2 separate regions of the Mus musculus genome follow, and region 2 is linked to region 1. A link is a contact called in public promoter capture Hi-C data. All regions are on one chromosome and are shown on one strand. Each heading gives the region's core, a stretch centred on a gene start, on an enhancer-like site or on the middle of the called end of the contact. The rest is flanking DNA. Distances are from core to core; before and after follow the strand shown. Region 1 overlaps Apbb2 (amyloid beta (A4) precursor protein-binding, family B, member 2). Region 2 overlaps Limch1 (LIM and calponin homology domains 1).

What was found. Promoter capture Hi-C pulls out the DNA fragments that hold promoters and counts their contacts.
Region 2: a contact with region 1 is called in a promoter capture Hi-C map of cranial neural crest. The contact joins two enhancer-like sites. A contact is called at or near these places in 3 of 39 promoter capture datasets (the 3T3-L1 cell line, cranial neural crest and second pharyngeal arch cranial neural crest) and 3 of 115 datasets of contacts at active chromatin or transcription factors (embryonic basal ganglia, embryonic limb bud and large pre-B cells).

Annotation. Positions count from the first base shown.
Region 1 is chr5:66,365,875-66,369,398 of GRCm38.p6, forward strand. All of the region lies in intron 9 of Apbb2 (amyloid beta (A4) precursor protein-binding, family B, member 2), which reads right to left. Among named protein-coding and RNA genes, the nearest start is that of Nsun7, 110 kb to the left of the region's middle. Within about 2 kb of position 1,932, at least 9 of the 459 cell types and tissues checked have an H3K27ac peak or open chromatin away from gene starts, as enhancers often do.
Region 2 is chr5:66,990,930-66,994,453 of GRCm38.p6, forward strand. Limch1 (LIM and calponin homology domains 1) reads left to right here. Exons shown (of 26, transcript NM_001001980.3): 9 at 2,214-2,249. Among named protein-coding and RNA genes, the nearest start is that of Gm33040, 6.8 kb to the right of the region's middle. Within about 2 kb of position 1,847, at least 3 of the 459 cell types and tissues checked have an H3K27ac peak or open chromatin away from gene starts, as enhancers often do.

The sequences.
Region 1 (3,524 bases), core at 682-3,181:
GGGGAGAAAGAGAAACACTAACCCAGCTACCAATCCTTCAGTCTACAGTAGTGACCCAACTGCCGGAGACGCTGGTGCAGTAGTGGCCCAAAAGGTGTGGGAGCAGCCAACAACTGTCTGATCGGATGTATGGCCCACCCATGCCATGAGATGGACCCATGCCCGACACTGTATAGGTGGCCAAGAACCTGAGCCTAGAGTCCAGGGACCTACGAGAAACTGAAATCCTCCTGCTCTGCGAATGTGACACAACAATGCAATGACTCCTGAGGGCATTCTACTATAGACCACAGACTCACAGATCAGTGCTTTATTCAGCCACCATCAGAGAAGCTTCCTCCTACCTCCTGTGGACGGCAACAGTTCAGAGACCCAGAGTTAGACAACGTGCAGAGCGAGAGACCTTGAAACACTCCATCCTAACGGGATACCTCCATCAAAGCCCTCCCCTCAGGGCTCAGGGAACTCTGTAGAAAAGGAGCCAGAGTGGGTGGGGGACACCAAGGAAGCATGGCCTTCTAGACACAGCAGATTGACTCACATGTGAACTCAGAGAGACCGTGGTAGCACGCATGAGGCCTGTACTGGTTTAAGCCAAATTGGGATCCCAGATTATACCATGGACAGGACCCAAGCCCAGCAGTAGATGGACAACAGAAAATTAAATTAGCAATATATTTTGGAGGGTTTTTTTTTTTTTTTAGTTTTTTTTTTTGTTTTTTGTTGTTGTTTGTTTGTTTTATAATATTTTGTCTGGACCATTTTTATTTCTCTTATAGGCCTTATGCATTATAGTTTTTGCATCTTTATGAGATCTCTCTGTGAGGGGTGTGTCTGTGTCTACATGTGTTTCTTGTGCCTTAGGCTTTTTTTTTTTTTTTTTTGAGACAGGGTTTCTCTGTGTAGCCCTGGCTGTCCTGGAACTCACTCTGTAGACCAGGCTGGCCTCGAACTCAGAAATCTGCCTGCCTCTGCCTCCCAAGTGCTGTGATTAAAGGCATGTGCCACCACCGCCCGACAGGCTTTTTTTTTTTTAATTTTAATTTTCTGTTCATTTATTTTCTCTTCTTCAGGTTTGTTTTTATTTTATCCCCTCTTTGCTTTATTTTTATAATTTCCATTTTTAAAAGATGACTGTTTGTTTTCTAATGATAAAGAGCAAGGAGGGGGGGGGACTTGGATAGATGGGGAGGATATGGGAGGAGCTAGAGGAGGGGGACCATAACCAGGATATACTGTATGAAGAAGACTATCTATCTATCTATTCATCCATCCACCCATGCATCCATGTATGCATCTGTCAGTCCATCCATGCATCCAGGCATGCATCCATCAGTCCATTCATCTATGCATCCATCATGGATCCATCCATCCATCCATTCAACCATCTATCCATCCATCCATCTATGCATCTATCCACCCACCCACAAACCAAAGAATCATTTATGTGCTTAATCCAGGGACATAAAACAACGTGCAGGATGGGCAGTGCTCTTGATCTGTCCCCAGATGATCTGAATTATGTTCTCTCATCCCTCCCCGCACCCCAAGGTCACCTTGAAGCTATGCACCAATTGAAGAAACCAGTCTCTAGGTCCAGGTGGGACAGCCAAAGAGCCACATTCTTCCTTGAAAGCAAAGAGACTGGCTCTCAAGGAGAAGTTGTCAAGTTTCTAAATGCAAATTTGAAAATGCAAGGAAGACTGATGACAATCTATCCCAACATGACCAACATCAAGTCAGGTCTAACCTTTTCCACACCAGCACCATGACCAGAGTCCCTTGCCTGAGTTGCTAATCACACTTCCTGGAGGAGGGGGTGGGAAACTCAACAGAATGCTAAACACAGAAGCAACCCTTCATGCATACCACTCACAGATGCTCTTAGCCTGGAGGGCAAGGCTGGGTACCGCCTGCTTGCTGTTATGCAGCCAGAGTGTGCGTGAGCAGCATCTGTTACAAATAAATCCGCAAGGAATGGCAGTCCTGAGACTGTAAAAGCTCCTCAGCTGCCTGTCTTCTGGGGGACAGCTGGGGCACAGCCCCTCACAGTTGTTCTGCATGCGTGCGTGCGTGCGTGCGTGCGTGCGTGCGGTGCAGGGAGGCTTCAGGGAAGGGAAAACACTTGTCTGCTGGCTGGCCTCTCCCTCTTCCAGCTCTGCTTTCTCAGCCCCCAAACCAAACTTTCTTTCTCTGGTTGGCTAGCCAGAAACACCCAGGCACACATCACCAAACATCCTGTTTTATTAAGACCTACTACCTGTGTGGGAGCTCACAGGCAGCCCCACCCCACCATTTCTCCAGGGAGCCGGGGAAGTTCAAACACATCTCCCAGCACAGGCCCTTGTTAGTAAAGTCACTGTCACAACCTACCCTCTGGCCTTGCCCTTTAGAGCTAGACACTTCCCTCCTGCCTGCCTGTAAAAGAACTGACTTTAGGCTTGAATGATATTGACTTACACTGCGCCCACTTTATTTATTTATGCATTCTTGTGTGTGTGCGCGTGTGTGCATGCATGAGCATCCATGCTAATGAACACAGACGGATAGTACATGGCCTGAGATTTTTTGGCGTTTGGGTACTACACTTATGTATGCGCAGGTGTATGTGTACACAGGCCAGAGGTCAACGTTGGGAGTCTTCCTCCCTCTTTCGCCACCTTATTTTCTGAAACGGAATCTCTCACTGAATCTAGAGCTCACTAAATCAGGATGGCTGGTCCCCAGCTCCTGTCTACCCCAAAGACCACTCCTTTCTGAGTATATGCCAGGGACCCTGTCCAGACCTCAGCATTCAGATCGGAGGCTAAATTCACTAGGGTTTTGACCAAGATAAATATGTATTTACTGTTGAACCCACCACTTTTGAGGGTATAAAGGCATGGCTCTTAATAATTAGCAATCAGGAAGATAAAAGGATACTGTCTATCTTTTGTTCCTTGAGTGCAAGAACTCATGGATTTCAACCTAAACAAACTCAGTAAAAAATCAAACAAACAAAAAACCAAGGTATTTTTCTTGGCTTAAAAAAATATAATTACCTAACTTACCACAGCACATTCTGAATATCATTTTTGTCACATCACTAAAGAAACAAAAGCGCCCAAACTATATCATCATCGTCATGAATTTATTTAAAAATCACTGCCTTGCACAGTAACGCAGTTCTTTAGTTTCTGATCTGAAAAGCTTCACTACCATTCCACGAAGTCAAAGCAAGATGGTACGGAGGGACTACTGCACTGCCCCACACAGGGCTTCAGCCTGGTCCTTTCTGAAGAGGAGCAAAGAGCACCAGCACTGCACAGTGCTGCCCCCATGTGGCCAGGAAGCTTTAACGCAGTCATTGTGTTACCTGACCTACCAAGACTGGCTTAATTTGGGTAAGGGGAAGAGTTGAAACTATTTATTCAAGCCAGCAGTGGTGGCACATGCCTTTAATCCCAGCGTTTGGAAAGCAGAGGCAGGCAGTTCTGTGAGTTTGAGGCCAGCCTGGTCTACAGAGCAAGTTCTAGGGTGACTTC
Region 2 (3,524 bases), core at 597-3,096, 620 kb after region 1:
TTAATCAGCAAAGACAGTCTTTCTTACATCTGTGGTCCTTAAAACTAACACATCCATCTACGAGGAAACGCCTTAGATCCATGAGCGCACAGAAAACGGAGCACAGAAGGCGATCCTCAGAGTCTGCTGCTCTTGCCAGTATCCCAAAACTACCTCTCAGGGGCCTCCTCCAGCCACTGCCGAGGGAGAACAGCCAGAAAGCTTCTTGCAGGGTGAGACTCAGAATTTAGGAAGAATCTGTCACCAGCAGAGACCTCCTTGAACGCTGTTTCATTGTTCTGTGAAGAAAACAATTGAAGTTCAGATCCATCCCGAAGCTAACAGTTAGCTAGGACAAGACTGTGTGTGCACCATAAGCTCCGAGTTCCGAGTTGTGTTGTACTTCGATAAAATACTAACTGGATATCCAAATAGAGACACGAGGCCACACAATTGTTAGTTAACCATTTCTCCATTATTTATCCATCAAGAATAACTTCTCTTTCAAAGATGGTTTAGCAAGCCCCGCATTTGAATATGAGTGCTCTAGTGGGCCTTTTTACTGACTAAAATCCATGTATCCAGGCTTCAGAAGTGACCCTGCTCATGCTCCCTCCCTAGTGGGGAAGAGTCCTCGCGTCACTTGCCTCACAGTTGGGGCATTTGGGGCACACTGAGGATCCTGCTTAAACTAGTACCTTTTGGGAGTGGCCCCTGCAGAACAGAATGTGTCTTCTGCCAGCACAGTCTTCTCACAGTCCTTTGGTTGGCTTGCTTTTGTCCATTCCAACAGAAAGCTGGGGTCTTACCCACAGATTTGATAACTGAAAAGGCCCCTTGAAGCCAAGTGCTAACTACCTTCTTCTTATCAGCAAAGGCAGTCTTGATTTTCAGGTTTTCCCTATGAATGAAATAATAATTGTCAATAAATGTGGAATGTTCTAGAATGATGAAAGTTGAAAGAAAGAAAGGAGTGTGTGTGTGTGTGTGTGTGTGTGTGTGTGTGTGTGTGTTTTCATGCATTGTTGGGGCAATTTCTCTAAAATTATAGGAAGAAACATTCAGAAATTACCTGATAGGCTACCGATCATGGGACAAGGTAATGTTTTGCTGACCAGGTGTGGTTTCTGGAAGCTAGAAGCAGGATAGAGTCTCCTTACAGCATTCAGAATACAGAAGTGACAGCCGGATGGTGGTGGCGGCAGCGGCGCACACCTTTAATCCCAGCACTTGGGAGGCAGAGGCAGGAGGATTTCTGAGTTCAAGGCCAGCCTGGTCTACAGAGTGAGTTCCAGGACAGCCAGAGTTACACAGAGAAACCCTGTCTCGAAAAACCAAAAAGAAAAAAGAAAAAAAGAAAAGAAAAGAATACAGAAGTGAGAGAAGTGAGCAGCCTTTTGGGAGCAGAAGAAGACAGTGCCTTGCTGCAGGGATGCTTGATCACGGGAGTTTTTCATTCAGATGCGTGCTCCTGTACAGTGATGTTCTCACCTTCAGATCTTTTCTACTGTGTAGCTTCATTTGGGCCTCACATAATCATACTGCCGAGGATGTAGCTTTGTAAACCCAGATTAGCAGGAGAATAGAAAAGATCAGGACAAACCTTGTTTTTTTCCAGCTGTGGGATAGCCTCTGAGTCTGGTTTTGATTAAGACGACCCGTTTTCTAGGAATTGTGGTTTCTGTCAAATGCAGGCGGAAAGTACTGATTGGAGTTCTGGCTGAAGTTCTGATTTGCTCTTAGAAAACCCGTAGGAATAGCCTTTGATATTGTCTGTGCATTAACACATCAGAGCAGCTCAGTGAGGGTTCATGTATGTTGCATGTCCATGACGGCCCATTACACCAACACAGGGGCATGAGCCATGTGTGTGCGAATAACTGTAGTGTATTTGCATTTTAGGCTGTCTTTTCCGAATACTGTGAGTTAACCCCAAGCTTTTGTGTTTCCATTAAACAGAGTTTTCTTTGTGGGCAGCATGGGATTTTTTTGATTTCTCTTCTGGGTCTTAATGGCAACTTTATACCCTTTGGAAATATGAAGGCTTTGATTTTGGCTTTTTTTTTAAGTAGCTAATGAATATTGCTAATTGTGTAACAACATTTCTCTTACAGCATGACCAGCAAAAAAGGTTTGGTAGACACGAACTGATTTCTCCCACAGTTTGTTTTTCCAGGTTGGTCACAGCATCCGCTCTCTGCCAGCCCTCTCTAATTTTGTATTTGATCTTGTAGATACGGTCCCAGAACTCCTGTGTCAGATGACGCAGAGTAAGTGGCATCTATCGTGTTCATAGGATCACATTAATCACTAGCCTAAACTGCATGCTTCCTGTACTTACCACTAATTGGCATGCAACGGAGGCTGCAGAGAGCTGCACAGTCAGCCCAGTGCACAGACGAGCACCGGGGTGCCACCGGGGTCGTGTGTTCTGTGCAGGGGAAGTGATGGAGACAGCAACTTAAGCATGATGCTAATGTGTGGCTAATGCTGCAGCTTTGCCGCTCATTTCCCACTGCCTGGCATGCTCAAGCCGCTCTTATGACTTGGACATTGGTACCCTTCCTGAACCATTGAATTAGGGAAGGGGGTGTCATGAGGTTTGCAGTTTAACTCCCAATGCACAGGGGCTTAGCCTAAACAAAGAAGTAGTCATTCTTACAGTCACTTTTTTCCCCAAAACTAAAAAAAAAAAAAAAAAAAAAAAACCAACCAAATCCTAAACCACTAATTATAGATTCAGAAGCCCAAGTCTCTACCAGGTTGGAGTTGTATAAACTGTGGGATGTTTAAGACCCAAACATTGGGGTTTTGTTCAAGTTCTGTGGCATAGCAAGGGGTCAAGGGTATAAAACAAGAACCCGGGTTCCTCTGCCTACCGCTTGCTTTTCTTCTGGAACAGAGGTCTCTTCCCTACCCTGCACCTCACATCCCAGGTTGAGAAAAATCGTATTCACCCCATCTGTGACCTTACAAACTCTGTCCCAAAGTTGGCTTTCCTGTAAGCAGAACCTTGTGCCCTTGATGTACAAGGCCGAAGGTTTTTCAGGATGATCTTCTTGGGTGTGGTGATTGGTCTTCTGAGGAAAAGGATTTAATATTTCATTCCAACACGAGTTGCACAAAAGTGTCCACGTGGCCTGACAGAGACCTGGCCATCAGCAGAACGATGGATGTTGCTTGCTCTCCTGACCCAAGTTCCACAGCAAATCAGGGCGTAGAACCCACAGATGTCAATTCTACTGATGACAACCATAATGGTATTTAGGCAGAGATGGGGGCTTTAGACAACTCTTTTCCCATCATGCTTTTCCCTGTGTTTGTGTTGAGGAGTCTTAACCCTGAGCGCTCACATTCCATTGCCAAGTTCCAATGGGCAGTCTAGAATTATGTAGTTCTCTAGGAGACAGAACCTCCGTGTCCCCAAAATGCAACTCAGCCTGTGCCTGACTGACTGCAATGAGTTAAGCCAACAGTAAAACTGAGACCTGGGTATGACTCTTAAATCCTTCAGCGGCAATATTTCACATCGCTGACAGGAGGAG